Regions from separate parts of the Mus musculus genome. Here regions 2, 3, 4, 5, 6 and 7 are each linked to region 1. A link is a contact called in public promoter capture Hi-C data. All regions are on one chromosome and are shown on one strand. The core of a region is the stretch at or near the end of the contact, and the rest is flanking DNA. Distances in the headings are between cores, read along the strand shown. Region 1 holds the start of Incenp (inner centromere protein). Region 2 holds the start of Stx3 (syntaxin 3). Region 3 holds the start of Mrpl16 (mitochondrial ribosomal protein L16). Region 4 holds the start of Chrm1 (cholinergic receptor, muscarinic 1, CNS). Region 5 holds the start of AW112010 (expressed sequence AW112010). Region 6 holds the start of Nxf1 (nuclear RNA export factor 1). Region 7 holds the start of Zbtb3 (zinc finger and BTB domain containing 3).

Evidence for each region. Promoter capture Hi-C pulls out the DNA fragments that hold promoters and counts their contacts.
Region 2: a contact with region 1 is called in a promoter capture Hi-C map of hippocampal neurons, with 7 times the contacts expected there. A contact is called at or near these places in 3 of 39 promoter capture datasets (hippocampal neurons and liver).
Region 3: a promoter capture Hi-C map of liver shows a contact between it and region 1, with 5 times the contacts expected there. A contact is called at or near these places in 4 of 39 promoter capture datasets (hippocampal neurons, liver and pre-B cells) and 1 of 9 other capture datasets (adipose tissue).
Region 4: a contact with region 1 is called in a promoter capture Hi-C map of hippocampal neurons, with 3 times the contacts expected there. A contact is called at or near these places in 4 of 39 promoter capture datasets (cranial neural crest, hippocampal neurons, second pharyngeal arch cranial neural crest and 1 more) and 1 of 9 other capture datasets (adipose tissue).
Region 5: a promoter capture Hi-C map of liver shows a contact between it and region 1, with 2.9 times the contacts expected there. A contact is called at or near these places in 3 of 39 promoter capture datasets (liver and pre-B cells) and 1 of 130 datasets of targeted methods (pancreatic cancer cells).
Region 6: a promoter capture Hi-C map of pre-B cells shows a contact between it and region 1. A contact is called at or near these places in 12 of 39 promoter capture datasets (the 3T3-L1 cell line, 3T3-L1-derived adipocytes, cranial neural crest and 8 more), 1 of 484 Hi-C or Micro-C datasets (B cells) and 6 of 130 datasets of targeted methods (astrocytes, embryonic stem cells, extraembryonic endoderm stem cells and 3 more).
Region 7: a contact with region 1 is called in a promoter capture Hi-C map of pre-B cells, with 7 times the contacts expected there. A contact is called at or near these places in 14 of 39 promoter capture datasets (the 3T3-L1 cell line, the C10 cell line, the HPC-7 cell line and 9 more), 1 of 484 Hi-C or Micro-C datasets (pre-B cells), 8 of 130 datasets of targeted methods (embryonic limb bud, embryonic stem cells, epiblast stem cells and 3 more) and 1 of 9 other capture datasets (liver).

What each region holds. Positions count from the first base shown.
Region 1 is chr19:9,897,662-9,902,068 of GRCm38.p6, forward strand. Incenp (inner centromere protein) reads right to left here and starts at 1,828. Exons shown (of 19, transcript NM_001369356.1): 1 at 1,678-1,828. Gm50340 (predicted gene, 50340) reads left to right here and starts at 2,017. Exons shown (of 3, transcript NR_168101.1): 1 at 2,017-2,359; 2 at 3,207-3,416.
Region 2 is chr19:11,817,498-11,821,904 of GRCm38.p6, forward strand. It overlaps Stx3 (syntaxin 3), which reads right to left and starts at 1,906. Exons shown (of 11, transcript NM_152220.2): 1 at 1,195-1,906. The coding sequence starts at 1,224. It overlaps Gm41810 (a long non-coding RNA gene), which reads left to right. Exons shown (of 2, transcript XR_003952942.1): 1 at 1-843; 2 at 1,156-4,407.
Region 3 is chr19:11,768,382-11,772,788 of GRCm38.p6, forward strand. Mrpl16 (mitochondrial ribosomal protein L16) reads left to right here and starts at 2,034. Exons shown (of 4, transcript NM_025606.3): 1 at 2,034-2,143; 2 at 2,421-2,486. The coding sequence starts at 2,089.
Region 4 is chr19:8,661,798-8,666,204 of GRCm38.p6, forward strand. It overlaps Chrm1 (cholinergic receptor, muscarinic 1, CNS), which reads left to right and starts at 2,208. Exons shown (of 3, transcript NM_001112697.1): 1 at 2,208-2,660; 2 at 3,112-3,203. 9830166K06Rik (RIKEN cDNA 9830166K06 gene) reads right to left here and starts at 1,538. Exons shown (of 3, transcript NR_045314.1): 1 at 944-1,538.
Region 5 is chr19:11,048,580-11,052,986 of GRCm38.p6, forward strand. AW112010 (expressed sequence AW112010) reads right to left here and starts at 1,987. Exons shown (of 3, transcript NR_102366.1): 1 at 1,809-1,987.
Region 6 is chr19:8,754,740-8,759,146 of GRCm38.p6, forward strand. It overlaps Nxf1 (nuclear RNA export factor 1), which reads left to right and starts at 2,364. Exons shown (of 21, transcript NM_016813.2): 1 at 2,364-2,520. The coding sequence starts at 2,493. It overlaps 1700023D09Rik (RIKEN cDNA 1700023D09 gene), which reads right to left and starts at 2,230. Exons shown (of 2, transcript NR_132423.1): 1 at 2,046-2,230; 2 at 50-411. Stx5a (syntaxin 5A) reads left to right here. Exons shown (of 10, transcript NM_019829.4): 10 at 170-903. The coding sequence ends at 329.
Region 7 is chr19:8,800,046-8,804,452 of GRCm38.p6, forward strand. Zbtb3 (zinc finger and BTB domain containing 3) reads left to right here and starts at 2,503. Exons shown (of 2, transcript NM_001098237.2): 1 at 2,503-2,640; 2 at 2,929-4,407. The coding sequence starts at 2,980.

The DNA of each region.
Region 1 (4,407 bases), core at 578-3,077:
GGCCTCTAGGTTCTTCCTTGAAGTTCTTCAGCCTGATGTATGAGGCACACTACCCTTTTGCCCTTCAAACAAGTTCTGGCCTCTAGGAACTCTGTCTCCTGTTTTGTACAGCTTCTTCACTTAGCTTTCAGCTCCTTAAGGAGGATCAGACCTCCAATCCAAGCCAAGATCTCACACACAGATTCCAGCTATGTGCACAGCAAATGAGTGATTGTTTATGTTTGCCTACTGCTGGCCTCTACCCACTAACCTGCTCTCTGAGGGTAAGCCTTGTGCCTTCCTCAGCAACAAAAGAGTCTGGCACTTGTGGAATGAATTCATTCATCCATCAACTAATCCTAAAGGTTGTCTCACCATCACACACTGGGACACTCAGTGAGCAACTCAGTAGGCACATGTTAGAACAGGCCAAAACACACCCTGACCTAACGGCCAAAGGCAGCACTAACTGGGGCAAAACCGAATGGATAGGGGCACTGAGCCTTTAGGAAAAAGCATTAACTGTGCAGCCAGCTACTCATCAGCATGGCCTCTCCACTGAGTCTCCCTATCCCCCTGCACCAGAAAACAGCCCTAGCCAAGTCCAAGGCCTCATCAGTTCAAGGCCAGCAAAGAGAAGAGAAAACTGCACAAGGACTCCAAAGACTTGCAGAGGAGCTATAAGAAAGTAACAAATGGGAAATTTTACAAAATGTCTGCTCATGCTACAATCGGAGTGAGCGCTTCTTTCACCAAGTCCAATACCACACTTCTTCTTCCATGGGGAAATGTGCTTTCTAGCAAGCCCTCGCTGAAAAGTTAGAAAAGGTGACTCTGAGGAAAGGAGGAGGTGTAACAAGAATCAGACTCCTGGGTAACTTCACCTTCAGTCCACGAAATAAACAAACCCTACCATGGGAGAAGGAAGGTCACTTCCTCTCCACAAATACTATTTCTGTGCCATTCAGCAGATTAGCAATTGCCATCTCCTCTGGGGGTGCAGGAAATGAACTAAGCATTTCTCCCCACACACACCCCTCCAAGCAGGAAGATCGATCGCTAAAACTGCTCTTCCACTCAAGAGTCCTACTCCATGCCAAGAAACCTCTCAATTCCTTTTTGCCACATACTCCAAGATACCCATGCACATACAAATCTAGGTCAAAGTCACCAAGAAAATCGGAGGGCGGAGCCTGGATTTAAAATGTTTTTTAACCACTAGCCACAGGCCTCCAGGACAATAGTTTCAAGCTCAGAATGACACAATCCCAACGCTTGGCAGCAGGAAGCTGGAGGGAACTGCGCCGCTGACAAGAGCCTACGCTTGCGGGGATGACAAAATAAGTAGCAGGGCGGTCTCCGGAGCTGGGTCAGTTTTTAAATGCTGCTCAGCTGGGACGAAGCTGAGCAGCCGTTGCCATAAAAAGACTCAAGTCCGGGTTTACAGAGCAGCCCAGGCTCTGCACAGGTGTTAGGCCCGGCGTGCGGGGAAGAGGACTGACCATTCTCGGATCCCAGGACTCAAGTGCAGGGCCTCGAAGTTCATCTCCAAGCCTAGAACCATTGGAAGTGATCCCCACACCCATAAGCAACCCATAGGCGAAAGTGACTCCCCTGGCCCATCCTGGGAAGCGAAGAGGCCGGGACCAGTGGCCGAACACCGCGACCCTGCGACTCCCGACGCCCGTTCTCACTCACCCGGCGGCGCCGCGTCTTCCCGGACCACTCCTTTTCCAGTCCGCGGCTTCCGCAGATTAAGCTTCCCGCCACGCCGGACCGGCTGGACTCCCAGTACCGCGAGCTCGCCGCAGGCGAGGACCTACCGGGCGAAGAGCGCGGGCGAATCTACGATTTTCAAAATTGTGGCTCAACCAATTCCCCTTAAGTTTGTCTGGGCGGTTACAAAACTCCAAACCAATCACGTAACAGGACGCACGAGTCCGCTTATCTGCTGGCTGTTAGTGCTGTCAATCTGTGGGACTAGGAGGCGGGGAGAAGAACGTTGACGCTTTTAACACGCCCCAACTTCCGGAAGCTGCGGCAATCTACCCGGCGAGGAAGTGGTTGCGACGAATTACAAGTCCCTGCGTGCACTGCGAAGGCAGGCTTGGTTGGGGAGGATGCCTATTTATCTTCGAGCCAGCCGCTTGGTTCGTTTCAAGTCCGGAATGCTTCTGCGTTCGGAATGACAGCTCTGCTACTTTGCAGTAGTAAAAAGAAACACATTGCAAATCTCACAGAGCCTTCCCTCCAAGAGCAGTCAGGCATATAGTTACAGAATGTTTCCTTAGACCTCCGATTGTCACCCGGAAGTGTTTGCTAAGTACCCTCCAGATTGGACGCCACATACAACGGAGAATTTTTCTGGCCACATATAAAGGTAAAGTCTTGAGTTGAAGGTGTGTCACCACCACCTGTAAAATAAAACACCTCCACCTTCTTTATAGAATCATTCTCAGTAGCCAAGAGGTGGGCGAAACTACAAATGTCCCTGGACAGATTAAACAGAGGGGTTTTATTTATTTTTAAATTGTTTTTCCTTTTATTGAAAATAGATTTCTTTACTCACATACTATATCCTGATACAGTTCCCCTCCCTCTGCTCCTCCCAGTTCTAACCTCCCCTTCCATCTGTATCCACTCCCTTTCAAAACAGACTTCTAAGGGATAATAATAAACTAAGATGTAAAACATAAGATAATACAAAACCTATCATATCTGAATTGGATGAAACAAAGAAAAAAAGCCCCAAGAGAAGGCACAAAGACCAGAGACCCACTTGTTCGAACACTCGGGAATTCCATAAAAGCACTGGAAGCCATAACATATATGCAAGAACCTGATGCAGAGCTGTGCAAACTCTGTCTGGCTGTGAGTCTCTGTATTTGTTCCTATCTGCTTCAGGAGGAAGCTTCTCTGATGATGGCTGAGCAAGGCAATGATCTGAGTGTAGCAGAATGTCAATCACTAGGAGTCATTTTATTGCTATGTTCCTTTAGTAGAACAGTAGTATTTAGTTTAACCCTAGGTCCCTGAGCTATCTTGTCTCAGATTGTTGTTCACCCAAGCAGGATTCGATCTTGTGGAGTGGGCCTTAGGTCAAATCAGATATTGGTTGGTTACTGCCACAGGTTTGTGCCACTATTGCCCCAACATACCTTGCAGGCAGACACCATTGTAGGGTTTTGTTGATCCCACCTGTAATGGTTTGTATATTCTTGGTCTAGGGAGTGGCGCCATTTGGAGGTGTGACCTAGTTGGAGTAGGTGTGTCACTGTGGGTGTGGACTTAACACTCTCACCCTTGGTGCCTGGAAGTCAATCTTCCACTAGCAGCCTTTGGATGAAGACATAGAAGGCTCAGCTCTGCCTGTGCCATGCCTGCCTGGATGCTGCTGTGCTCTCACCTTGATGATAATGGACTGAACCACTGAACCTGTAAGCCAGCCCCAATTAAATGTTGCTTTTTATAAGACTTGCCTTGCTCATGGTGTCTGTTCACAGCAATAAAACCCTAACTAAGACACCACCAAAAGAGAGTAAAGACCATTACCCAAATTCTGTAATTGAATTAAGCAAGCTTTATTTTCTATCATACAGGACTGTCTCCCTAAAGTAGGGTTTGAAAGAACAGCATCAAATACAAGAGAAGGTGGGATTTATATAGCTGCAAGACTAGGAAGGTTTCAAGGGTTGGGGGATTTTCAGAGGATCTTATCATGGAGTGGAGGTCAGGGTATATAGGGTGTGGAATATGTCAAATTCCAAAAAATGGGTCAAGACATAGTCAAGCCCAATTTTTACAGAAATCAGGAATGAACTTAGTTTGGGGGCAGGAGAGGGCAGTCTCTGACACAGTTTCTCTGTGAATCCTTGGCTGTCCTAGAAGTTACTCTGTAGACCAGGCTGGCCTTGAACTCAGAGATCTACCTGCCTTTGCCTCCCAAGTGCTGGGATTAAAGGCATTCAACACCAGTTAAGTGGCTTCTAATCTTAAAACGAAGTCAGGCTGGTCCATCAGTTTATGGCTGGATTTGTGTTTATGTTTCTTTTGGTAGCATACAAAGTACGTTCCTGAACCAAAGATGCTAGAATATACTAGTGAAGGCTCTATTTAGGCATCAGCTCAACTTCTTCATGTTCAACGAGGCTTGTAAGTGTTATCAGCAATGGGGCCTTGCCATTGGTTAATGGAGAGCAACCTGTAGTCTTGGCAACGACCCAAGTTGTCTAGGAATTCCTTTGAGGTCCCTTTGACCAACAATCCAATTAGATGTAACCCAATTCCAGTACTGGAAGCTTCATTTGGTGACAAGAAATAGCCAGTTAGGGTTCTGTCTTCCCCGCTATTTGACAGTTTCATTTAGATTGCCTCCATATATGTACGTATTTTAGGAAGTTTTTACTGTATAAGGTTTCCATACTACTT
Region 2 (4,407 bases), core at 656-3,155, 1.9 Mb after region 1:
TCTATTTCAAAACAAAAAAAGCCAAAAAAAAAAAAAACATTAAGTTATTAGCATAAGTCCTAGGCGCCATACAAAGGGCTCTCCTGCAGCTCACTTGCTTTTAGCTTGCATACCTACTCATTTTACAGATAACAAAACTTAAGCTTGGAGTTTAAAGGGTAACCAGTAAGCAGTAGGGCCAGGGCAAAGCCCCAGTGCTAATGCAGACTAATACTTCCCTACTGTAAGGAGCTCATTAATCACCTGGGAAGACTCGGTGAGACCTTCACCAGGTCTAGTCTGAGATCTGAGCTGATGCGCGCTTCTAGGCTAGCTAGGAGGCAGACTCCACTGTGAGTTTCCAGGGCTGCACTGTTATATCCCATTAAGTGGCAGCCTGTATCACCGGGTGGGTTCCTAAAGTTTCACACTCGCCCTGCTCCATAGAATGTGCTCAGTAACTTACTAAATGAATCTATACCTCCAAAAATTGATGCTTCAGCACTTCCCTATATCAATCCCATTATGTCATTCAACCTTCATAACAGACCTATAAGGAAGGAAGATTCTCCCTTGACCGACAAGGAAATAGGCTCAAAAGAGTAAGTGACCTAAGCTTTTCAGCTTTTGTGCGGCAGACGACCACAGCTGTCTCCGGGGGTACAAGACAAAATAATTACAGACCACTGAATGGGAAGAGGGGTGCCATCTCAGCACCTAACAGGCTCACCGCTCCGGAAGTCACCCGGAACTCTCAACTACTCCGGGGATGGAGTAGCCCTGCCCGGTGCTCCGGGAGGGAAATAGAAAGGAGAGGAGGCCGGTTTGGGGCACAGTGCCAGGCGGCAGAAGACAGCTGGTGAGGTGAGCCCCCTGACTTCTCCATTAGCCCCGCTGATTTCAAGTCCCCGAGTGGGTCCAGCTCTGGAGGAACCCTGTCCAGCTTTGGGGGAGAAGGGGTAAGAGGGTTACGGGCGTCCAGGGAAATCGCAGCTAGGTGATGAATCACCGAGCACATGACCCTGCAGGGGAGGGGAGGGTGCAAAGCTCCGCGGGATGAGGCGGGGGCTTGGGCGGAGGGAGGCCTAGCGCGCAGAGCACCCCTGCGGCCTGGGTTAGGGGAACTAGGAGAAGCCCCTCTCCCACGCCACTTATCCTGATGACCGATCCCCGCAGCCCGGGGCCCGCCTGATCCCCCAAGCGCCGCGGACTCACGGCCTTCAGCTGCTCCAGCCGGTCCTTCATCCTGGCCCAGGTGAGGGCGGCGGGCGCCTTGTCTCAGGTGAGCGCGTCCCAAGTGAGCGGCCTGGAGCGGCGGCGGCTGCCGGCCGGGGCGAGAGAGCTGCTAGAGCGGGCGGAGGCGGGCGGCGGCCGCTCTCGAGGAGGAGCGTCCGAGGCCACCGAGGTCCGCCGCGCCGCCCCCTCCGGCCCCCGCCGGCGCCGCGCTCCAAATCCGGCTACGAGACCGCGCCGGCTCAGGGCTCGCCCGCCCCTGGGCCCGCCCCATACCTGGGCCGCTCCCCGAGCTCCTGCTTAAAGGGCCAGCGCGCTCCAGCGCCGGAAGCATTCCGGGCACACCTTCCCATGCCCCTCGAAAGGCAGAAACAAAAAAAAAAAAAAAAAAAGGCGGGGGTGGTCTGTCTGGCTTCGATTCCGTATTTTCCGCACTGTTCTTATTGTTCGGCCCTCTGCGGACTCCTCAGGTTGAAGACAAGCTGGTTCCTGCTCCCTTTGATGAGGGAAAACGTTCCGATGATGCTCAAGAGATATTCCGCCTTAAAGAAGGGACCTGTTGGGTATAAAATCTGTGCGGTTCGGGCTCAGAGACTTGTTCCCGTAGGGCGTAACTGCAGATGAGATGCCCTGGATCGGGCTGCGGCGAGGAATTTGGGGATTATGATGCTAGTGGTTGTGGGGCCTCTCGAAGTCGTGTAGGCGGTCCAGTCACCTTTTACTAACAATTTGAATAACTTGAGGGAATCTAGGAGAGTCCGTTTCCATAGCTATATAAATCAGAGGCTGCTTAGCAATTTTCTGCTTAGCCTGTACGAGAAAAGAAGCAACTGACTTTTAACTACCGGGCAGAGTTGTAGGATAAAGACGTTTGTTTGATTTGGAAAACTTAAGCCCACCTCTCTCCTCCTTGCTGTCAAGAGCCCTGGGATTTGAAGAATTTTTAGAAAAGTGTGGTTCTTCTCACTGCCCTTCCTCTTCAACGGTGCCCCTATTCCCTTCCCCTCCGTATTTGATTTGGGGATAACAAATGGCGTATCGACCAGAGTAGTGGTCAACAATTGGCGCTAGTGAAGACTTGGTCTCAAGTTCGAGAAGTATCCTCGACTTTGTGTTCAATCTTAAAGGCCATAGATACTTTCTAATTATAACCGGACTTTACCCTCTGCGATGTGCACGCTCCTACTGACTTCCTCCGCTGCCATAAAGGTAGTCAAGTAAGGCAGGGCTTGAGCTGTTAGAGCCAACTATGCGGTAATCAACTCTAATCCTCTATCTGACCTCCGGCTCCTGTCCTGACGCTGGCCCAGCGAGGACTGCGAAAGTTTCCACGCCCCCTGGTGGTCGTAACCCTACAGCTAGGGCTTGAACACCCCCACCCCAGCCCAGCAAACACTTGGAAAACCTTCCGCCACCGAGCTCATTCTCTAGCATCAGCCCTTAGGTTTTCTCCTTTCAGACAGAATCTCCCTGAATTGCCCAGGCAAGCTTTGAACTTGCCATTCTCCTGTTTCAACCTCTCCAGTAAGAGGGGTTACAGTGAAAAACTCTCGAAGTGTGGACGTCTGAAATCTGGACAGAAGTGAGGAAGGAGGATGGATTCATTTTGAAGCAAGAACAAAGGATTCCAGTTAAGACGCGATTGATTTTAGGCTGCAAAAAACGGCCCTGCAGTAAAGAACACTGACTGGAGGACCTGGGTTCAATTCCCAGCATCCACATGGTGACACACAGTTCCAGGGGATGCAACGCCCTCTTCTGGGCTCTGCAGAGGTTACACACATGTGGTATACAGACATAATGCAGGCAAAAACATTCATACAAGTAAAAAAAAAATTTTTTTAAGTCCCAGCAAATTATTTTAAAGGATATAATTGATTTCAACAGGGAAAAAATTGTGACTCTCATGCAAATATAAAATGAATATATTTTAATGTTTTAGCTTATTAGTGAAGCAACCAGTAAGAGGTTAAACTCATTCAGATCCACAGACAAACAGCAGGAAGGCTGGCATGAATAGGTTACTTGATGCAAAACTAGCTCTGGGGATGGGAGAAGAAACCGTGCTTCTCCTGTACACTAAGTCCTTATAATCTCCATGAATAGAAGCACTCTGCTTACTACCGATATCTAATTTACATAGCTGGACAATAGCTGTGATACAATGAAAGTCACAGACTATTATAGAATCAGAAAGGTGCATTAGATAAGGCCACCATAGGATACATAGCATGGAACAGCTTTTTGTTAGTGGTCACTGGTCATTTTAATTTGCTCAGTTTTTCTGTATACTCCCAAGGTAGTACCTTCCATGACTGAATGGTACCAGCTCTGTTAAAAAGTTATTATACAGAACAAGTTTTCTTCCCTATTACTTCTTGCCTTAATCCAGACACTTAAAAAAAAAAAAAAAAACATAAGTCAGAGCTTAAGAGATAGCTCAGTCAGTAAAGTGCTTCCTCCACAAATATGAGGACCGGAGTTCAATTCCCAGAACTTATAATAATAATAATAATAATAATAATGATAATAATAATAATAATCAAACACAGTGGCACATACTGGTAATTCCAGAACTGGGAAAGTAGAAACAGTGGATCCCTGAGATTTACCAGCCAGATCTACCTAGCTGTGAGCGCCAGGCCAGTGAAAGACATTGTCTCAAAAAACAATGAATGGCAGGGGGCGGGGAGGAGGGACAAACCTAAGGTGTTTCTAAAATTGGATGTCTTGAATTCCACCACCCTTAGAATATTCATTCTATTCTTAGAATTGAGGGAATCTACCCAACACATAGCACTAAGTACATATACTTAAAAGAAATTGGAGACATCTCAAACTAATTACGTAGCAGCACATCTAAAAACTCTAGAACAAAAAAAGAGAGAAAGAAAGAGAAAGAAAGAAAAAAGAAAAGAAAAGAAATTACACCCAAAGGGGGTACATGTTAATAAATAATCGAACTCGGGGCTGAAACAAATACAATACAATACAGAGAATCAATGAAACAAAAGTTGGTTCTTTGAAAAAAAATCAATAAGATTGATAAACTCTTATCCAAATTTAAAAAAAAAGGCAGAGAGTATTCAAATAAACAAAATTTGACATGAAAAGGGGGACATAACAACAGACACTGAGGAAATGCACTCCACCAAATTGGAAAATGTAAAAGAAATGATTAATTTCCTCAATAGA
Region 3 (4,407 bases), core at 784-3,283, 1.9 Mb after region 1:
TGTAAATGTCTTGTTTATATGCAAATATCTTTTTAAATTGTCCCTTATAGTTACAAAGAACATAATTTCAAAATCTAAATGCCCAATACTACATAATACAACACTGAATTAACCTTAGTGGAAACTGTCCCTCGGCTCAGTGCTATTTTAAGTAGAGAGATAATAGTGAAGATAAGACAGGAAGGAGGAGGTTCTTCATTTCTTCATTTTTACACTCCTCCCAACCAAGATGCTTGCCTCTTATCACACCTTTGTTGACCTTCCTGGCATGGGTGGCACCTGTCGTGGAATGGATTACATCTCTTTTAAAAAGAGGGGACTTGGAGTTCTGACCACTCTCAGGTCTTTCAAAATGTGGCCTTTTGCCAGCGCAGAAGGAGGAATATCAATAAACAAGTTAAATTGTGTCCTGGGGTGGATTTGTAGAGTCTCTTAATACTTGGGAAGCAGATGTATTGCACAGGTGAATAGATTTGTAAGCAATTTCCCCAGTATATCTTATCCACAAGCATTGAAGGCTGTACTTACTGCTTGTGAAATTAATTCTTAAGAGCACACAGATTTAACATGATTTAAACACAACAGACATCAGTCTCATTTGCTAATTTCATCTGTCTCCTAAAAGCTTAGATACAAATCCTCTTGTTCTAATCACTACAAAGCTCCAGCCTCAGGAAAAATTATATGTCCAACATTTCCAAAAGGATAATTATACATTATTTCATTTCCCTTCCTTATTAAATTATGGTGTGGTCCATTCACTAGAGCAGCCAATCCCCTTAACGACCCAGCCATCCCTCCAGCTCCTTCTCTTGGATTTCTTAAAGGAAAAACTTTGAAGACAGAACATTACCCCTCTTCTGTGAAGACAAGGCTAAATCTTGAAACCAAACTGATCATTTATAGAAACAAATTAATCCTGTTAATCTATGCCAGCTTGAGATGACCACCATACCAAACCAAAACTGAAGCAATGATCAGCCTAGACCAGGACTGCTTAATTATGCATACTTTTTAGCGGACTCCCCACTCGATGCCCCAGTTTGTCCACTAGTTAAACTTAAAGGTGCCAGGTGTGGTGGTACATGCCTTTAATCCCACACTGTGTAGGCTGAGGCAGACAGATCTCTGTGAGTTCGAGGCCAGCCTATCTACATAGTGAGTTCTAGAACAGCCAGAACTACATAGAGATTTTGTCTCAAATAAATAAATAAATAAATAAATAGCTTAAAGCTCATATCAGGGCCATGAAAATGATCTTGAATGGTCATTGGAGTCCATCATTTATTATTTCAAATGAAGCTACCTTAAATTAATGGCTTTTCGAGGTTACTTTCTTTTAATTAGCATATTAAGGACAGGTGGGACTGCAGAGATGGCTCAGCGGTTAAGAGCACTGACTGCTCTTCCAGAGGTTTTGAGTTCAAATCCCAGAAACCACATGGTAGCTCACAACCATCTGTAATGAGATCTGATGCCCTCTTCTGGTGTGTCTGAGGACAGCTACAGTGTACTTATATATAATAAATAAATAAATCTTTTTTTTTTTTAATTATAAAAGTAAAAGGACAGGTGATCGAACCCAGCCGGTTGGGAATGCCCAAGCCAGTGCTTTTACCTTGAAAACTCCAGCTACAGCTCTTTTGATAGATTTGTCAAGACCAAACTCAGCAAGCGCACAGTAAATAAGCCAATGACAAATCAATAGCATCTTTCTATGTCCCTAGAGAAGAGACATAAATGTACGGAAAGTTAAGGGAACAACTTCTTACAAAACCTCGGGCTTTCGCAGCTTTCTACACCAAGGAGAAAACCCAGAGCTGTCACTAAACAGAAAAAAACTGAGAAGACCCTCGCGGAAACTTGAAACACCTCGGGCGTGGCTTGGCCTGTGGGACCTTTAACCCGCAGATAACCTGCTCCAGAACCAGGTGCTGGAAGTTTCCTCTACTTCCGTCAGGACTCTATAAAAGGTGGGACAGGATGACGTCACTTCCTGTCTTGTGTCCGCGGGCCGGCAAAGCTCTGAACTGGGAAAAGCCACTGTTGTAGTTGAGAGAAACCTGACCCGGCAGCACACGCGTGGCCATGTGGAGGCTGTTGACGCGCGTCCCCGCGCCGCTCCTGCGGATGCACTTTTCAGGTCAGAAACCTGTTTCATCTTTTAAAAAGGCATTTCCCCGATCTTCCTCCCCACATTCCAAAGTCTATGCTTACTGCGATAGGTCCTGCGCTTTCCTTACTTCTTCCACCTCCACTATGCGGAGGCCTGGGTCCTGGTCATGTGCGGGAGACGGTGCTCCGTGAGCCTAGTTGCTTCCTTGGAAGCCCATTTAGTGGAACTCGTACCCCCGTGCTTCTAGACACCTCTGTCAGGAGTGATCAGAGTGTAACAGTAATGGTTTGATTTGTCATTGTAGATTCTTGGGCAGCCCTTCCCACCAGTGCTGGTCTGAAGACGCTCCTCCCAGTTCCAACTTTTGAAAGTGAGTACCTGTCATTTCCACTTATTTTTCTCTGAGAAAAGGCATCGAAGGTGTGTTTGTGCTTCCTCCCTCCGTTGAGTGATTCAACAGATATATGTAAGGAAGGCAAACTGCAGCGAAGTCCCTCGATGTTGCAAAGCAGATAACTATTGGGCTAGTTCCCAGGCATCCTACCACTGATGTGTGGCCCATGATCTACCCAGTCAGCACTAACTGGGCATATATCAGATTTTTTTATCTTCTAAATAATAGTACAGATATGCAGACACTTAGCAATAGTAGCCAGGTGCTCTGCAGTCCTGTACATCTAACTTTTTAATGTACTAAAATCTCCAAAACTGCAAATGGCCTAGACATCTGAGGGTCTTCGGCACATAACTGTTAAACTACTGTGTGGGCTGGAGCAATGGCTCAGCAGTTAATAACACTTGTTGCTCTTGCAGAGAACCCAGGTTCAATTCTCAGAACCCACAAGATTGTTCATAACCATCTGGGACTCCAGCTTCAGGGGTTCCTACATCCTCTTCTGCACATTAATACATGCAGACAAAACACTCCTAACATTTTTGATAAATAAGGTGCTGTGTGTGCTTAGAAGTGCATACTAACTTGCAGATGTAAGAACGTATTACCAGGTCTCACAGTAGCTGCCCATAGAAGTCAGTGAAGGGAGAGTAGTTTTTGTAACTTGGAACAGCAACTTTATTATTCCATTAATGATCTGATGGCCCTTTGAGGCTTCCTGTTTTGTTTATTCTATCATGGAGCCATTCTTTCTCATATTTAATTTTTTTTTTGAGTCACAGTTGTTTTCCCCAGGATGTCATATAGAGGATAGTGACAAGAAAAATCCTACTTTGTAAGTTTACCAAGAAAAATACAACAGAAGGTTTTTTTTTTTTTCGTTTGTTTGTTTTGTTTTAATGGTATTTTTGCAATCTAGAGGAGCAGTGAGTTTTGTTTTGTTTTTGGTTTTGGTTTTTAAGAGCATGCTTCTGGCTTTGATGTTTTAACTGAAGTTCCTCTTCTTTAAAGTAGAGATTAGAATACCACTTGCCCAATTATGTTTCTTGGCCTAGCTGAAAATTATGTATGCTCCTGTTTTCAATTCTTTTTATTTTTAATTGCCTTTTATTTATTTTGTATGCATGCACTTGTGTGGGTGCGTATGTGTCAAGGCATATATCTGGAGGTCTGTGACTACTTTTGGGAGTCAGTTCTCTCCTTCTACCACGTGGGCCCTAAGGCTCCAACCCAGATGGGCAAGCAGTGCTTTTTACCGGTTGGGACATCTTGTGGGCCCCTTGTTTTCAATTTCTAATACTTCACTTTGTATTTCCCCCATTTGTCTGTTTAGTGTTGAAGCCCTAAAGAAATATAAAGGTTGCCACCACTCAGTCCAGCACTTCCTGCAGGTTCGAGGTTACACAGTGATCACATGACATCCATAAGACTGTCTCAACCCTCTGCGTACATGTTGTGGGTGTATAGCGAAGTCTTCATGTGGGACTCCTAACGGGGCTGTCTCTGACTCTTTTGACAGTTTTTGGGACCCTTTTCTTCATCTTGGGTTGCCCCATCCAGTCTTAATACGACAGAAGGTGCCTAGTCTTACTGCAACTTGATATGCCACGTTTGGTTGATATTCATGGGAGGCCTGCCCTTTTCTGAATAGAAACAGGAATGAGTAGATTGAGATGGGGGAAGAGGGGAGACTACAGTTGGGATTTTTTTTTTAAAAAAAAAAAACAATCTCAAAATACCAAAGCTGCTTTAACAGTGAATGAAGTAATAATTGAGAACAGTCCCTACAAATAGGGGCTGAACATACAGGGGGGTAATAAGTGAATTTGGCTGAGAAACATTTGTGTAAGCATTGTTATAGCTGAAAGAGTCCAGTGTCGCTAGAAACATCCAGAGG
Region 4 (4,407 bases), core at 958-3,457, 1.2 Mb before region 1:
TCAAAAATAGCAACCAGCAGGAGCGCAGACCCCGAGTCCTGTGTAGACCCGCCCCCACCTGAACAGAGGGGAAAAATGCTGAAGAGGGTCTGGGCAGCAGAGAGGGGGGTCACGTGGGGGCCGGGCCGGACCCCCACGTGCGCCGCCTGCAGCCGCTTAGCGAAGCCCTTTGTCGGGAGCAGCCGCGTTCGTGCCGCACTCGGCGGCTTAAAATAAAGACAATGTTCCCAGCCTCCCTGCGGCTAAATCCGGCGCGAGTGCGGGGGTGGCGAGCGAGCCGGGCGGGAGCTCTTCTCCCCGCGCTGCCTCCCTTCTTCCCTCGTGCCTCAGTTTCCCCAACTGGTATGAGGAGACCTAGCCAAGCTAGGCGGGAATGCAAAAAGCGTGATACAACAGGAGGTACGGGGCTATAGACCCCTTCTTCTGTAGCTGCACAGACTCCAGAACGCTGCACGGACCAAAGATGAGGACACTCAGGAGGAGGCAGAGGAAAGCTGGACACCCTCCCCTCCCGCCCACAAAATAAGTGTTTTTATTTCTAAAGGGACATGTGCAGAGGCGGTGGGAGAAAAGGGAGAGCAAGAAGAATGGGGGAAGGGGGCAAAGAGGAAGCTTGATTCAGACTCGGAAATGGATGTGGAGGCCTAACTCCCCCACTCTAAACCACGTGTACACGCACAAGTACACGCACCCCCACGGCTCTCCCAACATGCAGCCCGCAACCTAAGGATGGCCCAGTAGGGGGCAGCCTGCCACAGAGACTGCTTGTTTTCTGACCTAACCCTAAGGGTCTAATGCCACCGAAGGTGGGAGGAGGAGCTGTTCAGATCCTCTGACCCCGACACCCCCTCCGCCCCAAACTGTAGTATATGACCAAACACAGAGAGAAGGCGCACTGGGTACCCCTTGGCAGCCTCAAGAGTACAGATGCCCCCACACGTACCTGCCACCTGTGTCCCGTATCTGCTGGCCCAAGCCCCAGAGTCGTCGTCAATTTCTTCCTTTTCTGGTTCCTTTGGCAACTGAGCTCCAGTCTCAACATTGGTAGGAAAATGAAGAGAGAAGGAAGAATGGGTGTGCCCCGGACTCCAAAACCCTGAGCTTAGAGCTCACCTGGAACCTACCTTTAGCTTTCTCTCCTCCATAAAGGCAATCTTGATTTCGGTCCTTCCCACCTCCCTCCCAGGGCTTCATCACAGCCCATGGGGCAAAACACACAGGAGCTTTTAGTGTTTCCAATTCTCCTCGGTGGTCAGCTCTCCAGGAAGTCTCTATTGGGGCATTGCTGGACCCAGGTCCCTATGACAAAGCCCCCAGGGGTTGTCTCTATCTCCAAGGAGACTCTACACAGAAATCCAAACCAGCCTGGGGGGGAGGGGGGATGAGGGTCAAACCGTAGGCTGAGAGGAGGAGTGGCTCGTACTTCCCAGGTACACACCTGTGAACCTAAAGTGGGAGTCAGGGGAGACAGTTTGACAAGCAGGGAGGAGAGCAGTCTGTCTGCCTGTCTGTCTGTCTACCAAGGGGAAGCTGGAGGTGGAGCAGTCAGGGAGGTAGATGCTACCTCACTTGTCAAAATTAGCCAATTCCACAGTTGGGCAACACTCAGACATACACTGAGCACAGACACACGCTCCCACATGCGTTCTGGCTCCAGATTGGCAGGGTCACACCTGGATTTACGTAGGCTGCATAATGACATGAGCACACATGTCATACTACACATGCCGGACCCTGAACAGCATATGGAACAAACACAGTTTCTCCAGTGCTCCACAAACCAGATACACATATACCCTCACACCAGACCTTTCCATACACCAGAGTGCACTGCCCAGCATGCGGGCATGTCACTCCGTCCCAGGGTGGGTGAGCCAGCCCTCTGGGTCTGGTCCAAGTTGGAACCTCTCACGTGAGGCCCAATGTGTCATTTTCAAACAGAAGGAATTTAGCTCCCTCACAGCAGGGAGGAAGAGCAGGGTGTGTGGCTGGGTGGGTGGGTGGGTGGGCGCGTGGGCATGTTCATGGGGGGAGGGTATGCAAAGGAAGCAGGCATGTGAATAATGGGGCATGTGTGTCGGGGCATGTGTGTTGGGACATGGTGCACAGGAGTTGGGGGCTTTCCGGTTGGGTGGGGGAAGGTGCCCGGGAAACAGAGTGTGCCTTTGTGAGAGGGTGTGTGTGTGTGTGTGTGTGTGTGTGTGTGTGTGTGTGTGTGTGCCGCCAGTCTGTGTGCAGTGGGTGTGGGTGTTTGTCTCCCTGTATCCGCCTTCTCTCTCCTCTTGGACTTTTAGCTTTCCTGGGCTCTCTTTCCTCATGTCCTGCCTCCTCCCTCTCGAGGCTCAAAGTGGGTGCCCTTGTGGACAAGGGGGGCACACTCCAGGACTTAGTCCAACCCCAGATGCTGCCTGAGGCTTCCCTCCTGCTCCCCCTCCCTTTCTTTCCTCCCTTTCCTCCCTCCCTCTCTTTCCCTTCCTCCCTCCCCCCCAAGGCTGGCGTGCCAGGGGGTGGGACATGCCAATCACTGGCTGTGCCTCTCCGGCTGCCAGCACAGGGCGCAGCTCCCCCCGGGAGCCAGGTGTTTGGGTCCCAGGAGACACTGCAGGCCCCCGGAGAAGCACTGAAGCTGAGGACCCTACAGACCCCTCTCCGGTCCCATGGTGAGTACATTTGGAAGGGCTTGGGAGGGGCTGTGTTGAGCTGGGTGCAGAAGCATCAGGGTCCTCTGAGACAGGGCAGGGACAAGGATGAGACAGGAATGGGGGTGGATTCTTGAAAGGGGAGGTGGCCAGGGAGGGGTCTAGAGGCCAAGAGGGCTCTCTAGCAGTGGGCATTGGCTGCTACAAACACCCTGTCTGCTGCTTCTCAGTGGATTTATCTGATGTTTTTCTGTGCTTTAGCTGGCAGAAGAGGTAAAGACCTTCTTAGGAAACTCAACCTAGACTTCAGAAGAGATTAGATGGCTGTGTGGTTAGCAGATCCCCCAGCACACTAAAGGCAGAAGGGGAAGGGCAGGAGGCAGCCCTGGCTACCAGCACCTAGTTGAAGAGTGACCCCATGTACATACTTTTGGGGACACCAGTCCCAGAGCCTCCTTCTCTCCTCCTTCAGGAAACCCTGAATCCTACCTCCCCTATCCACCTTCAGCCCCCCAAGATGGATTGAATGAGGCTGCTGGCCAGATGGACAAGCTGGATGCCAAGGTGGGTGTTGGGCCAGAAGCCAGCAGGAGACCAGGCAAAAAGCCCCAGTGCTCTTTGGAGACAGATAAGCACATGGATAGCCACACCACCCAGACAATGTGGTCCTGGCACGCGAGGGGACCCAGAGGGCCCTCCCTGTGTTTTTGTATCTTTGGCTTGCAGAAGGCAGGTTTCGGGCAATACAAGGGTACTGATGCACACACATGTTCCCTGACTCCAGTAAGGATGAGTTAAATCCAGAGGCTCTGACTCTTGGAGTTGCCACCTCTAAGACAGGTGTCTGGAGAAGGGGCAGTTGGCTCATGGAAATTTCTTCACCTTAGAGGTTCTTAGCGCCAGTGGAGAGGGGTTCAGTTCTTCTTACAGTGCACATCTATCTGCAGCTCATCCCATTGGCTCAGTGACCCCTGCCTCACCGGCTAGCAGTCTCCAGTAGCCAGTCTCCTGTCTCAGAGTAACCAGCTACTCCATGAGCTGCCCAAGGAAAGCTTTCTACCCTCTGATCTCAGCTACAAGGCAAACCATGATCGCTGTTGAGATATGTAAGAGGAAGAGATGGTAGGACAGGGCTACAAGGTATCATTCTAACCTCCATGCTGGACTGGAAGCTTTGGCTTTAATGGATCTTGAAGAGCAATAGGAAGTTCTAAGTGTCCAGAAAGGTCTAGGCAGAGCTGTCCCAATATACAGTCAGAGAAAGCGAGGCTAAAAAGGCAAAATGAACGTACCCATAGCCCCATTAGGGAAACATAGCAGCCCCATCGGTAACTGAACCCCATTCTCCTCACCCTCAGCATAATACTGTGTTGCCTCCTCCATGAACAGGAGGCTAGGATATGGTGGGAAAGGGAAGGGTGTAGCAAGCTTTGCGAGGCAGGATCTTGGGCTCCCAAGCAGGCAGGCAGAGAAGAGGTGGGTGAATTGAGCTGAGTTTCTGCTCGGCTCTGATGCCATGGTGATGCCTCGAAGAATGGGGGAGGGAGAGAGAGAGAGAAGAAAGGAAAGGGGGAGGAGCACAGGAGTGAGGATCTGGGGGCATGCAGGGCGGAGGATGAGGGGGCCAGAATGGCTGATGCCACACTTGCAGAGCAAGGTCTAGGTTGCAGCCTGCTAACAGCCAGGCTCTCCCAACCTGGTTAAAGATGGTCAACTAGTCAAAGTCCATCGCTGGTGAGCAATTTTGGCCATGGTTCTTTGACAGATG
Region 5 (4,407 bases), core at 737-3,236, 1.2 Mb after region 1:
TCCCTTTCAGCCAGTGCCTCAGGAAAGAAGAACCATTGCTGAGGTAAGCTCCTTGGTATTTCCTCAGAGAGAGGCAGGAAGCCTTAAGGGTGTGTTTTGTACTGGGAGAAGGAAAAGGCTGGGAGCCTGTTACCTTCCAGAAAGAGACTGCCCACAGTCTGACTACTTTGCAGAAGGGTCTGGAGCTGAGGCAGTGAAGGTGAGTAAGACCACAACTTGATTAGGAAAAACACCCATGGAAGGAGTTACAGAGACAAAGTTTGGAGCTGAGACAAAAGGATGGACCATCTAGAGACTGCCATACCCGGGGATCCATCCCATAATCAGCTTCCAAATGTTGACACCATTGTACACACTAGCAAGATTTTGCTGAAAGGACCCAGATGTAGCTGTCTCTTGTGAGGCTATGCCGGGGCCTAGCAAACACAGAAGTGGATGCTCACAGTCAGCTATTGGATGGATCACAGGGCTCCCAATGGAGGAGCTAGAGAAAGTACCCAAGGAGCTAAAGAGGTCTGCAACCCTATAGGTGGAACAACAATATGAACTAACCAGTACCCCCCCCCGGAGCTCATGTCTCTAGCTGCATATGCATCAGAAGATGGCCTAGTCGGCCATCAGTAGAAAGAGAGGCCCATTGGTCTTGCAAACTTCATATGCCTCAGTGCAGGGGAACGCCAGGGCCAAGAAGAGGGAGTGGGTGGGTAGGGGAGTGTGGGGGGGAGGGTATGGGGGACTTTTGGAATAGCATTGGAAGTGTAAATGAAGAAAATACCTAATTAAAATAAAATAAAAATTAAAAAAAAAAAAAAGAAATTCTTCGCTTTGCATACCTCTGGCTCTTTATTTAAACTCCATGTTAGAAACTGAGTGATAAGCCCAGGTGGGGCCAAGTCACTGGACCCCTTTGCTCTGCTTCTCAATGAAGTCACAATGAATTCATTTTTTTCTACCTTCCACTCTTATTTGTTTAGTTGGCCCATTAAGGACTGGGTAGATGAATCTGGATTGCTTGAGCCTGGACTCTGACCCTGACAATTCTAGGTGCAGTCTGGAGCAAAACAGAGAGGCTCCTCTGGGTAAGAGTAGGATGTGAGGTCATGGACAAGAACAGTCAGAAAAGTGAGATGGTTAAAGGCTAGAGGGGGAAGGCAAAGCTAACATGGAGAGAGCAGGGCCTGTATCAAATGTTTTTTTCTAGGGCAGAGGAAGATTCTAACTACATACAGGGTGCCTCATCTTCAGAAGAGGGTACAGACTCCTGCCATTGTTCTGAGCTTTTAGAGAAAGCTAGATCATTAAAAAGTCTGCTGGGCTGGAACAGAGCTATTTTAAAAGGGGAAGGAATTAAGGCCTCTGCACGTTGAGAAAAAGTCAGTGAAGTGATCCACAACTGAGGAGAAAATCAGAAAGAACTTACACAGGAGGACCCAGGAGAAACTTACGCTTAAGTCCTTTGCTTTGTCCTTTCCAGATATTTCCGTGTGCGTGTGTGTGTGTGTGTGTGTGTGTGTGTGTGTGTGTGTGTATTTCCCGCAGCGCCTGGCTGGCCCTTCATATGCCTACCTAGTGCTGTCTCCTCTCTACATCCCAGGCTTAGAATTGAGTTCTGTGGTGTCAGACAGGAGATACCCACCCCACAAGAACTATATCTTCCTGGAAAAACAGACTTAGAAATAATAACAAACTAAATGCAAGCTTTCAAAGACAGAAGGTGACACTCATTCTCTCCAGTAAGCTGGGATGAGGCCTTCCATGGGCCTTCTTACCCACTATAGATTTCCCCTTACAGATCAAGAGGTACTTACGGGAGACATCTTGCAGCTCAGGTTGTCTGCTAGACTCCTGCTGATCTTCTCTTTGGTTTTTTATATAAAGTTTGAGAATGTCAGTTTCACTTTCCCTTTGAATTGCTTTGGGGCACTATTTGCTAAACAGGAGTGGACTGAAAAACCCCGAGTCTGAGAGAAGTTTACACAATTAGTTGGCCTATCCCACAAACAAACAGGAAGATCTGCAAACACAGCCCAAGAGCCTTTTCCCACTTGGGAAATTCCTTGCTTGGAACACAGTACAGTGTTGCCTGAGACAACTGCTTCATCCTTGGCTATGGAAATAAGCAGACATAATATGATATTTCAATGATTTAAAGCAAATGCTGATTTTTTTTTTTTTTTTTTTTTGGTAAGAGTAACACAAGTACATGGGTCAGTGGATATTCTTCAGGGCTCTCTAGGATGTGGTTTCAGGCAGGACACAGGATTACACTCAAGCGTGTATCTCCTGTGTTTGCATTTTCATCGTGGGTTGTAGGTTAAAGAATTAGCAGATGTGAATACAAGGAGAGTTCACTATTATACTGCCAGAAGCCAGAGGCTAGGAGAAGCCTGGAGGAGACTCTCCTCCCAGTCCTCCTGAAGGATGGAGCCTTGCTGACACCCTGAACTCAGACTTCCTGCCTCCAGAACCAAGGGACAATAGGTTTAATGAGCTCTCCTGTTGGTGCCACCTTGTTATCGTTGCTAAAAAGCCCATAGAGTGTCTGTGAAAGATCTTGTGTAGTGACAGGGAAGCAGTCACTGCTGGCACAGCCAGCTGACTGGTCAGATTGGGAGTAATAGAGGTGACATGGAAATATAAGGAAGAGGAGGCAATCCCCAGCAGAGACAGAAGGCCCCGCTCTCCATAGGGTGTGGTCCTTTGAGTGAGACCCCCCCACCTCATAAATTAAAAGCTTGGTTCCTGGTTGGGAACTGTTTGGGAAGAATTAGGGGGTGTAGCTTTGCTGGAGGAGGTGTGTCCCACTGTGCACATTCTCTCTCTTATTCCCTCTCTCCCTTCCCCCGATCCCCTCTCTTCTTCCTCCGCAGGAAGTACACTCTTAACTACCGCTCCAGTGCCATGCCGGCCTGCTTGATGCCCTGCTTCCCATTATGATGATTGCAGACTGTAACTCTCTGAAACTGTGGGCCTCCAAATTAATTAATTAATAAATAAGTTAATTAATTAAAATCAGTGGCCTTGGTCATATGTCTCTTCAGAGCAATAAAAAACAAAACAAAACACAACAATGAAGATAGGTGGAGGTTATCAAGTTGACTGGCAGGTCAAGAGAGCTGTCACTCAACATTGATCTTGGTCCCTTGCCTCTGAGGAGGAGGAGTGAAGGGCTTTTAGACTGGGTTGTGAGGCTCCAGAATGGAGACCCATTCTCTGTGTCCTAGGGCTCTGAGAGGGTGAGTGTATTCTAACTCAAGGAACTCGGGACATCTTTGCACTTGGAGGAAATCAACTAAAGACTCTGAAAGAGCTTATAAGGATTCCGTTTTTTGATATTTACCACTGAATAAATGAAAGCAGAGATGACTAAGATGTATTTGTTAGTTGTTAGGCTAAAGCTATACATTTCATGTCAGCAGAAATAAGCATCTTTAGTGAAAAAAAAAAACCCTATTTTCCAAAATAAAAATTTAGTAAGAAGAGAATTAGTTTTTAGCAGTTGTGAGGGTGGGGAGGCGAAATATTTTTGCCTCCCCCAACACTAGGTTCACAAGTGAAGCCAGTGTAAAAAAAGACAGAACAAGAGAAAAGTATGCATATCTATACACTGTGATCTCCCCTCCCCTCTCTTTTATTTAAAAGAAAAATTTTGGAAGTACTTTGATTAAAAGACATTATTGCAAGCGTCACTGAAGAGCATTGTATTCTGTTTTAAATTTATTTTATTTTTCATACATGAATACTATATTTATATCATTTCTACCTTGTGCCCTCCAATTCCTTTGAAGTTCCCCACACTCCCTCTCAGGTTCATGACCCTGTTCTCTATAATTGTTACTCTCCTATGTAAGTAAATGTGGGTATTTCTGTGCTTGATTTATTGAAAATGTGAATAGTCATGAACTGGACTTAAAAAAAATTGATCTGGAGGCTGGAGAGATGGCTCAGTGGATAAAGGGTTTGGCTCCTCTTCCAGACTACCTGGGTTCAATTCCTAGCACCCACATGGTGACTCATAACCTGCTGGGGTCTAGCCTCTACACAGGATCAGGGGTCTCAGCTGGAAGCAGGGATATCTGGAAGGTGCATAATGAACACACAGGTAACATTTTCGGGTACAACCTAATGAGCAAGTCTCAAAGCTTGATCTCTCTGTCTCTGTCTCTCTCTCTCTCTTTCTCTCTCTCTCTCACATACTGCACTCTCCACTCTTCACACTCCCACACACCTCACACCTCTAATTTGCCCCAGTCTTTTATTGTTACTCCAAAAAGCAGGTAGAGAGACATTGTATAATCATTACCAGATGTATGAAGTTCAAAAGAATGACCACATCTCACAAAGAATTAAGAATTATGATTGTTCCTCAAAGTTCGAAGCTTTCCCTATTCTCAGCCCTATGGCCAA
Region 6 (4,407 bases), core at 1,114-3,613, 1.1 Mb before region 1:
GAGAGAAACCCTGTCTTGAAAAACAAACAAACAAACCAAAAAAAGTTCACACAGTATGAAACACTTTTTACTTCCACATATTGTAATCACCTTTCCATATCAATAAATGGATGTCTTCAATCTTCTTTTTAACCCAGTGTCCTTCTGTTTATCTCCTGGCTGTCTCCAGGATCGACGAGAATGTGCTTGGAGCCCAGCTGGATGTGGAGGCAGCCCATTCAGAGATCCTCAAGTACTTCCAGTCAGTTACCTCCAATCGGTGGCTCATGGTCAAAATCTTCCTCATCCTCATTGTCTTCTTCATCATCTTTGTGGTCTTCCTTGCCTGAACCCTCCTCCCTCATTCTGAGCCACTCCATGGAGGGCTTGGGATCCTCCTGGGAGGACAGGTGGCTACTATTGCCACTGAGCCTGTGCAAGGTGGTTGGGAGAAAGGCCATTTCCTTGGAACTGCTAAGAATGGCCAGTGTCCCTGATTCCCCACCCTTGTCTCTGGCCACTCTGTCCTATCCTCAGGCCCATGAAACACACTGGTTCTGGATTTGGACTCTGCTGTGAAGAGGCTGGGAACAGAAGCCAGCTAGGGGCCAGTGGGGGAGGTTGTCTCCACCTTGAGATTTTTATAAGCCTATAACCAGCCTCCCCCAAACGTAACTGGCAGCAAGAGGAGAAAACGCCCTTCCTTCTTGAGAGGCAAGAATCCTCAAGAAGTATCCAAGGGACCAACTTCATCATCTGGGTCAGCTAGAACTTGACTGCCGCCTTCTCCTCACCATGTGAGGTGAGGGGGCTCTGAGCCCTACAGTTGCCTGCACAAACCTGACTTTGGCTACTGGTGACTCTCAATATGCCAAACATGCTGCAGCCTATTTCCTCCCAATTACAGCAAGACTGTCAGCCTCACTAGTGTTGATGTCATTTCTGGGGGGGGGGGGGGGACTTCAGCAAAAAGCTAACCACTGCCCAATACCAGAACCAAAAGGGTTAAGTCAGTGACTCTGATGGGCCCCTACTGATAGGCAGGGTAGCTCCGGAGCTCTGTACACACAACTCCCCCCTAGAAGCGAGTAGCCAAGTACAGCAGCACTTCATAAGAGTTTTCCTTTGGACTAAGTGGGTTCATAATTGGGCGGCAACTTCCAAGACAGTACCCATAAGTTTGAGCCTGTTTTGTATCTTCAAATCAAGTCATGCTCCATGCCTACCAGCACCCCATCTGCTTCCCCCTCCCACAGCAGCATCTGGATCCAAGGCTGCAATAGTCCTAGCCACACCAGAAAAGTTTCCTAGAGCTCTTGGGTTTGACATTAAAGTTTCAGTCAACACTTGGGAGTTGGAAGCAGGTGAATTTCTTGAGTTTGTGGCCAACTTGGTCTACAAAGCAAGTTTCACAGAAACCCTGTTTCAAGAAACAAAACCCAAAACTAGCAACTTTCCCTAGCTACCTACCTAGCTGACCTGGGTCTACCAATTAGGCTTCAGTATGACAGACTGAGTGAAGTGAAGATCAAGGCTTAAGGCTCACTAGATCCCTGATTTTGTTTTGAGATGGTCTATGTAGTGTTCCCTATCTCTGAACTGGACAAAGTATTGATAGTAAGACTAAAGCTTTTTTATTTTATTTTATTATTTTATTTTTTTTGGAGGAAGGGTCTCTACATAGCTCTGGCTGTTCTAGAAATTTCTATAGAGCCAAGACTGGCCTCAAACTCAAAGATCTGCCTGCCTCTGCCTTCCAAATGCTGGGTTTAAAGACCTGCTCCACTACACCCGACTTGACTTTTTTTTTCATTAGTCAATTTAAAAGACCTTTTTTCATTAGTCAATTTAAAAACCTACGAAGGACAGGATTTCGTTTAATTCACACTTGGGTTTCACACTGGGCATGATACTGTGCTGGAGGAAGAAAAGTTCGCATTAGTTAAGGTTCCTGCTCCAGTGGGGCTTACATTCCAATTTTCTATTTCGTCATAATTCGTCGTGGAGATGAGAAAAGCTAAGAGGGCATAGGCCAGCGGCTGGCAAGGAACTGAGCTGCGACTTACTCGCTGCCGGGATCCCACCGGCGGGGACTGTGGGCCGTTACTCCCGTTCAGAGGCCAGGTCTCCATTCTTGTGTGTAGCCCTCGACCCTGCTCCTCTTGAGTTCAGTGCTAACGCAGAGGGTTTAGCTCCGGGACCGGGCCAGCGAAGAAATAGGAAGGCGGGGCCGGCCGATAGGCCATCCGGCCGGAGCTCCGGCCGTGGGCGGGCCTCGGAGGGCCTGGCCACGCCCCCGAGCGGCCGCCCTGCTTCTGCGCAGGCTCAGAGAGCGCGTTCACGTCCCGCGGCACCGCCCACATCCTGGGGACGTCGGCGGCGCGCGACGTGCTTCGCCGGATAAATGCGGTGGCGCCGGTCGTAGGAGAGATTCTGTCCTGAGCGCTAAGGCTCCTTGGCGTTTGGTGGCGTCAGGTTCTGCGCCTGAGCCCGCCCCTGTACCTGCCTGTGCCATGGCGGACGAAGGGAAGTCATACAACGGTCAGTGCGGGGCCTCGGGCCGGGAGGCGACGCGGTGGGTTGGGGTGGGCGGCCCTGGCCTAGGCCTCAGCCCGGGGGCGGGAGGCCGCGAGGAGCCCTACGTCCGTAGGTAGCGGTGGCCGCGCGGGCAGGGGGCGCGGGGCGCCGCGGGACCCAGGGGCTCCAGAGTCGCCCGGATTCAGGCGTTGGAGAACCTGTGGCTCAGGGGTGGGGTGACAAGATTCCTTTCAACTTTGAGGGTGGTTGATGCCTGTCAGTTCAGTTTGGCGGCCCGACTCTTCCTTTAAATGTGAGTCAGTAGTCGCTTGGTCGTGGGCTACCCTGGTGCCCTATTTTTCTTTTTCTTTTTGTGATACGATCAGTCTGTTCTTGTAGCTTGCTGCTTATTGTTTATCAAATTTCTAGTCGGAACACCTATCCTGACATGTTAATTCATTGTGGTGGTTAGGACACTATGACAGCTGAGGTTTGAATCTGGAGTTGGCTGTACTAAACCCGAGTGAGTTAAACTTTCAGGCCTTGTTTTCCGCCTCTTTCATGTGGGTACCTGTCTCCCAAGTTTGTGTGCATGTGCGTGTGCGTTTGTGTGCGTATGAAATAATTTCTACCAAGTGCCTAGAACACAGTAACTGGAGTGGGAATTTTCTTCCGTGAACCGTAGTTTCACTGTCTCTTAATGTATTCCTTTTTACTAGGGTTGCTTGGAGAGGATCGTTGTTTAGAGGATGCTAGATATTAGGTGGATTTCTTTGAAAGTTATACCTTTTTTGTATTTGTGTAATACTGATGATTTATCCAGGCCTGAAAAATAGCTACCCAATGAACCTTTATTTTAATTCAAATATAATTACTTGGTCTCCTTTCTCTAGCCATTCCCATTGTCAACTCTCTCCCCAAATTCATCCAACATGCAGAGCCCATTTAGTGTTAATGTGTATATATTTGTTTCTAAAGCTTACCATTTGGGATTGGATAACCATTTAGGGAATTCATCCCTAGGGAAGGCTAATTCTCCCTTACAGGGTCAGCCCTAGTATCCCAGGCTGGCCTCAGTCAGTCTCCCTGTGTCAGCTTCCCAAGTTCGGTATTGCATAGACTTTTACTTTTTTTTGGGGGGGTTGGGCTCCTAGAGTTAAACTCAAGGTCTGGCAAAAAGGAAAATAAATAGAACCAAGTGTAGTAGTGCACTGTTTAAGGTAAGAGGATCAGAGGTTCCAGGTCATTCCCTGTGTGCCAGGCCTTCTGTTCTCCCACAGAGCTATAGACAAGGAAGGATGAAAATCCCTTGTTTTTTCGAGACAGGGTTTCTCTGTGTAGCCCTGGCTGTCCTGGAACTCACTTTGTAGACCAGGCTGGCCTTGAACTCGGAAATCCGCCTGCCTCTGCCTCCCAAGTGCTGGGATTAAAGGCATGCGCCACCAGGCCCGGCTGTTATTTTTTTGAGATGGTTCACCAAGTTGTCCAGACTGACTTGAAGTTTCAAATTCTGCCTCAGCCTGGGTGGTGTGTGTGTGTGTGTGAAGGATAGGATAGGCAAGCACATTGTCAACTGGGCTATATCCTCAGCCCTCCTTTTATTTGTTTTGTCTACATATATGCAGACCACCCACTAAGAGAGACAGGTCTCAATCCTGGTCTGGCCTTGAACTCTGTAGTTCCAATCCTCTTCTTAAACAGTGTACTACCACACTTGGTTGGCTTGTTTGTTTATTAATTTATTTATTGAAACAGTGTGTCAATGAGTAGTTCTCTCTGTTCTAGAACTCAATGAGTAGACCATGCTGGCATTCAAAACTCAACAGTTCTCTGCCTGCCACTGTCTGGGAATAAAGATATGGGCCACTGTGTTTGGCTTCTTCCCCTTTTTAAGGCAGGGTTTTAGCTTAT
Region 7 (4,407 bases), core at 1,253-3,752, 1.1 Mb before region 1:
AACATTTAGTTGAAGCAGACACAGGAGAGAGATGTACTGCTAAAGCAAGCACATGAAAGGACACGTGATAAAGGATTCTTTGCTAAAAACTGGCATGTATTGGCCTGCCTTCCATTGCACAGTTGAGTTGAATTTGTCAGGACTCCATAGGGAGAAATGCACCAAAAAACTTTTGGTGGTGTGCTGCAGTTTCTTGCTGCTTCTTCGGACTTGGGCTGATTGGCAGAGTGATGTCAGGTAAGACAGACGCATGTGCTGCGTCAAGACTCATGGAGAACATGTGATGTTTGGAGAGAGTATAAGTAGGACTCAGTGGATGGTGATAGAGGCTGAGCTAGGCTTGCTTCTAGAGCTAGCTATGCAATGCTTGTAGGTCTCAAGTCTGCTTATCTCATCCCTGAGAGAGGCACAGCCTAGAACTTTTCGTAGTGTTCCTCCTGGTCCCACCTGCTGACTTGTGCCAAGGCTGAGGCCTGGCTGTCTCTGCTAGGTCGTTCCACTGCTACTGATTCATGTTTGCTATCCTGACTCTCCCAAACTGGACTGCTGGTGTATCCATGAAGTGTTTGCGAGTGGATCCAGCTGCTGCTGCTAACCAATAAACTGAACTGCTGATTTCTGGACAATATAGACAAGATACTAAGATACTAAGATATTATCAGGACTCAGATAATAGAGAGAAGCTCAGGAGTGTTAGGTCATCCTTGGATACAAGAGCAAATATGAGGACAGCCTGTGTTAAGTGAGGGCTTGTCATTTTAAAGGAAAAAAAAAAAGGAGAAGGTACAGGGTGGGGGAAATGTTTCTTCAATACTGGTCACCATTGACCTGCCTATAGCTCCTGCTGGTGAGACATTGGCAGGAGCACTCTAAGTTCCAAGACAACCTGTGCTACATGTGGAAATCCTCTCAAGCAAACAAGAAGTAGCTCAATTGAAAAAATAAACAAAACTCCATTCGTGGAACTATTTCCAGGGACTCATGGTGCAGCTCTGGTGGCCTAGAACTCACTATATTGACCAGGTTGACTTTAAACTCTCAGAGATCTGCCTGCCTCTATTTCCCAAGTGTTGGGATTAAAAGAGCACATCACCTACACTTGGGTTTTATGCTGTCCAGGCTGTGCTGAAAGTTTGTTGTTCCGGCTGGCCTTGAAGTTCCGATGCTCTGTCTTCTACCTCCTGAACATATTGTGGACATGCACAACCACATGTGTATTATGGGACCAAACAGGACTATCTTTGGAGGCAAACTACCATCCTCCTCAGAACTTTAGCTGGGTCTGCAGGCAGAAGACCACCTCAGCTGTGCTTGCTGACTGTTGACTTTCCCTTATAGGATGAGGGGCTGTGGAGGGTCATGAGACCCTCACTTGAGTATCCAGTCACTTCCCTCAACCAGTTCCCTAATTGCACATGACCCCAGGATCTCCAGGGCTGGGTGTGTGTGTAATATATATATTACATATATTACCTGATTGATATACATATATATATATATATATATATATATATATATATATATATATATATATATATATATATATATATATATATATACCCAGAATTCTATAGGTGGAGAATGACTTAGGGAGGGAGCTCCATCTATATGGCTACAGGAACATTATGCTGGGTAAACCCTTTAGCCAGGGACTTCTGAAGTGGCTCACCCACACTCCTGTAAGTAACCCCTCACCTAGGCTCTGTAAGAAAGGCCAATAAGTTCTCAGGGGCCCAAGGTACTAGTGGCATAGTACCTTGGTTTATCATTGGGACCTTACAGAAGAGTTTTTTGTTTTGTTTTGTTTTCTCTACTTATTGACTTTACATTCCGATCGCAGCCCCCCTCAGGGAAAAGATTTTAACAACACAGATATCCTTAGACTCTGTCCCATTTCTGTCCTTACTAGGGCTTGCCTAGAGAACAGTCCATCATCTTCATAGAGTTAGAGGTAGTTACTAACACCACTACTGAGCCTGAACTAGTGGCGCATCCTGTAATTTTCGAGGACCAGATCTGCAAGAGTGAACTGCACTTTTGGGAGGTGTGGCTTACTGCCCACTGTTTCGGCAGAGCTTGGTCTAGACGTGGGCCTACAGGTTATCACACCATTTTGTTATAGTTCTCCTTCTAGGTAGTCCGCAGCAGAAACAGGCTGTATACTCCCGAATACACTGCGTTACTGCCAACCTCGCCCCACCCAGGCGGGTAATTTCCCTATGGGAAACAGATGAATAAGTTCAGCCAATCCTGAGGTCTCTGAGGGAAGGCGGGATGAGGAAGAAAAGTTTAGGACAGGAGCAACAACCAATTGTGAGCCTCGACGCCTGAGCAATGGCAGGGATTGCCCATTTGGAGAAGCCGGTTATCGAGGGGCGGGGTAGCTCACAGTGAGCCAATCCACAACAAGAGAGGGCAAGCTTGAGCCAATTAAGATAGCGGAGGTGGGAAGAGGCGGAGCTCTCCTAGTAGCTGCTAGGTCGTGGGTGAGGGCTCAGCTTTCTCTGCTAGTTCCTACGTTGGGAGTCCTTAGCCTTGGAGTTCGAGAGGGAAAAGCGCAGGAAGTTCCGGGTCTGGGGCGTGAAGGCATCACCCGGGAAAGCTTGGGCGCAAAAGACAGTCCTAGTTGGAGGACTCATTGTAAGGCACCGGCTGAGAATCGAGGAAGCACAGGCTGCTTAGGGGGCGGGACTTCCGGGGGCAGGGCTTTTTTTCGAATAGGGGCGGGGACGATTCCTAAGGTTAGGCTCAGGGGGCGGAGCCAACAGGTCTTTGGGTGGGATAGTGGAAAAAGAAGGGCAGTTAACTGAAACATGGTTGGGGGTGGGGGACAGCATGTTGCCAGAGGCCTTGGGTGGTCAGCTCTATTTAAGGGCTGATGTGGAGGTTGCTATGGAAGTTACCTAATTTACTGTCCTTTCTTCCCAGGGAGTCAGTGGTAGGGAACTCTCTTGGGCACCCTTCCCTCCTTGGGGTGCTATGGAGTTCCCAGAACACAGTCAGCAGCTGCTTCAGAGCCTGCGGGAGCAACGGTCCCAGGGTTTCCTTTGTGACTGCACTGTGATGGTTGGTAGTACCCAGTTCTTGGCCCATCGGGCTGTGCTGGCCTCCTGCAGCCCATTCTTTCAGCTTTTCTACAAGGAGCGGGAATTGGACAAGAGGGACCTGGTGTGTATTCACAATGAGATTGTCACGGCCCCAGCCTTTGGGTTGCTTTTGGACTTTATGTATGCTGGCCAGCTGGCCCTTAGGGGAGATACTCCTCTAGAAGATGTGCTGGCAGCTGCCAGCTACTTGCACATGAATGACATTGTTAAGGTTTGTAAGCAACGATTGCAGGCCCGAGCTCTGGCAGAGGCAGACAGTACCAAGAAGGAAGAGGAAACCAATCCTGCTAGTCTGGAGTTTTTGTCAGGCAGTTCTCGAGGCCCACAGCCTTTACTGGCATCTGTTGAACCGTCAGCCCGCTGGAACAAAGAGGAATGGAAGGGTCCAGCCACTCCCTTACCCATTGCTCATCCTGCAGATGAGCCACCAGTATCTGGGGGGGCAGACACTACACAACCAAGCATGGAAGTTGACTCATCACATCTTCGGGCACCTCCTCCACCAGTGGCTGATGTCTCCGTCTCTCTTGCCAGCCCAAGTAGCTCTACAGAGACCATTCCTGTAAACTACTTCTCTTCTGGCCTTCCAGGAGTTTCGGTGGAGCCCTTGACTCCTCTTGATGTGGTTCCTGAGAGTCTGAGGGTGGTGGAACCAAGGGATACTGGAGGACCATTGCAAGGCTTCTATCCCCCAGCTCCAGCCCCACCCCCAGCGCCAGCCCCAGTTCTATCCCAGGCTCCAGCCCCAGTTGAAGCTGAACTGGTCCAGGTAAAAGTAGAAGCTATTGTGATCTCTGATGAGGAGGCTGACTTGTCAGAGGAACAGCCCCACAGATCTGAAGGGCTGTTCCCACCTGGAGGAGCAGTGTATGGGGGACAGCCCTCACAGGCAGAGGCTTTTGAGGAGCCAGGGGCAACAGGACTAGAGGAGGTGGGGCCAAGTGACCACTTCCTGCCTCCGGAATCTCATCTACCATACCATCTGCTGCCAGGTCCAGGGCAGTATCATCGAGGGCTGGTAACCTCACCCCTGCCTGCACCAGCAGCCCTGCATGAACCACTCTACCCTCCTCCTGAGTATGAAGCAGCCCAAGGGAGCTTTGGAAATTTTACAGAGGATGTTCCCACCTGCAAGACTTGTGGAAAGACCTTCTCATGTTCTTATACACTAAGGCGACATGCCACAGTGCACACACGTGAGCGGCCCTATGAGTGCCGCTATTGCCTACGAAGCTACACACAGTCAGGGGACCTCTACCGCCACATCCGCAAGGCTCACAATGAGGACCTGGCCAAACGC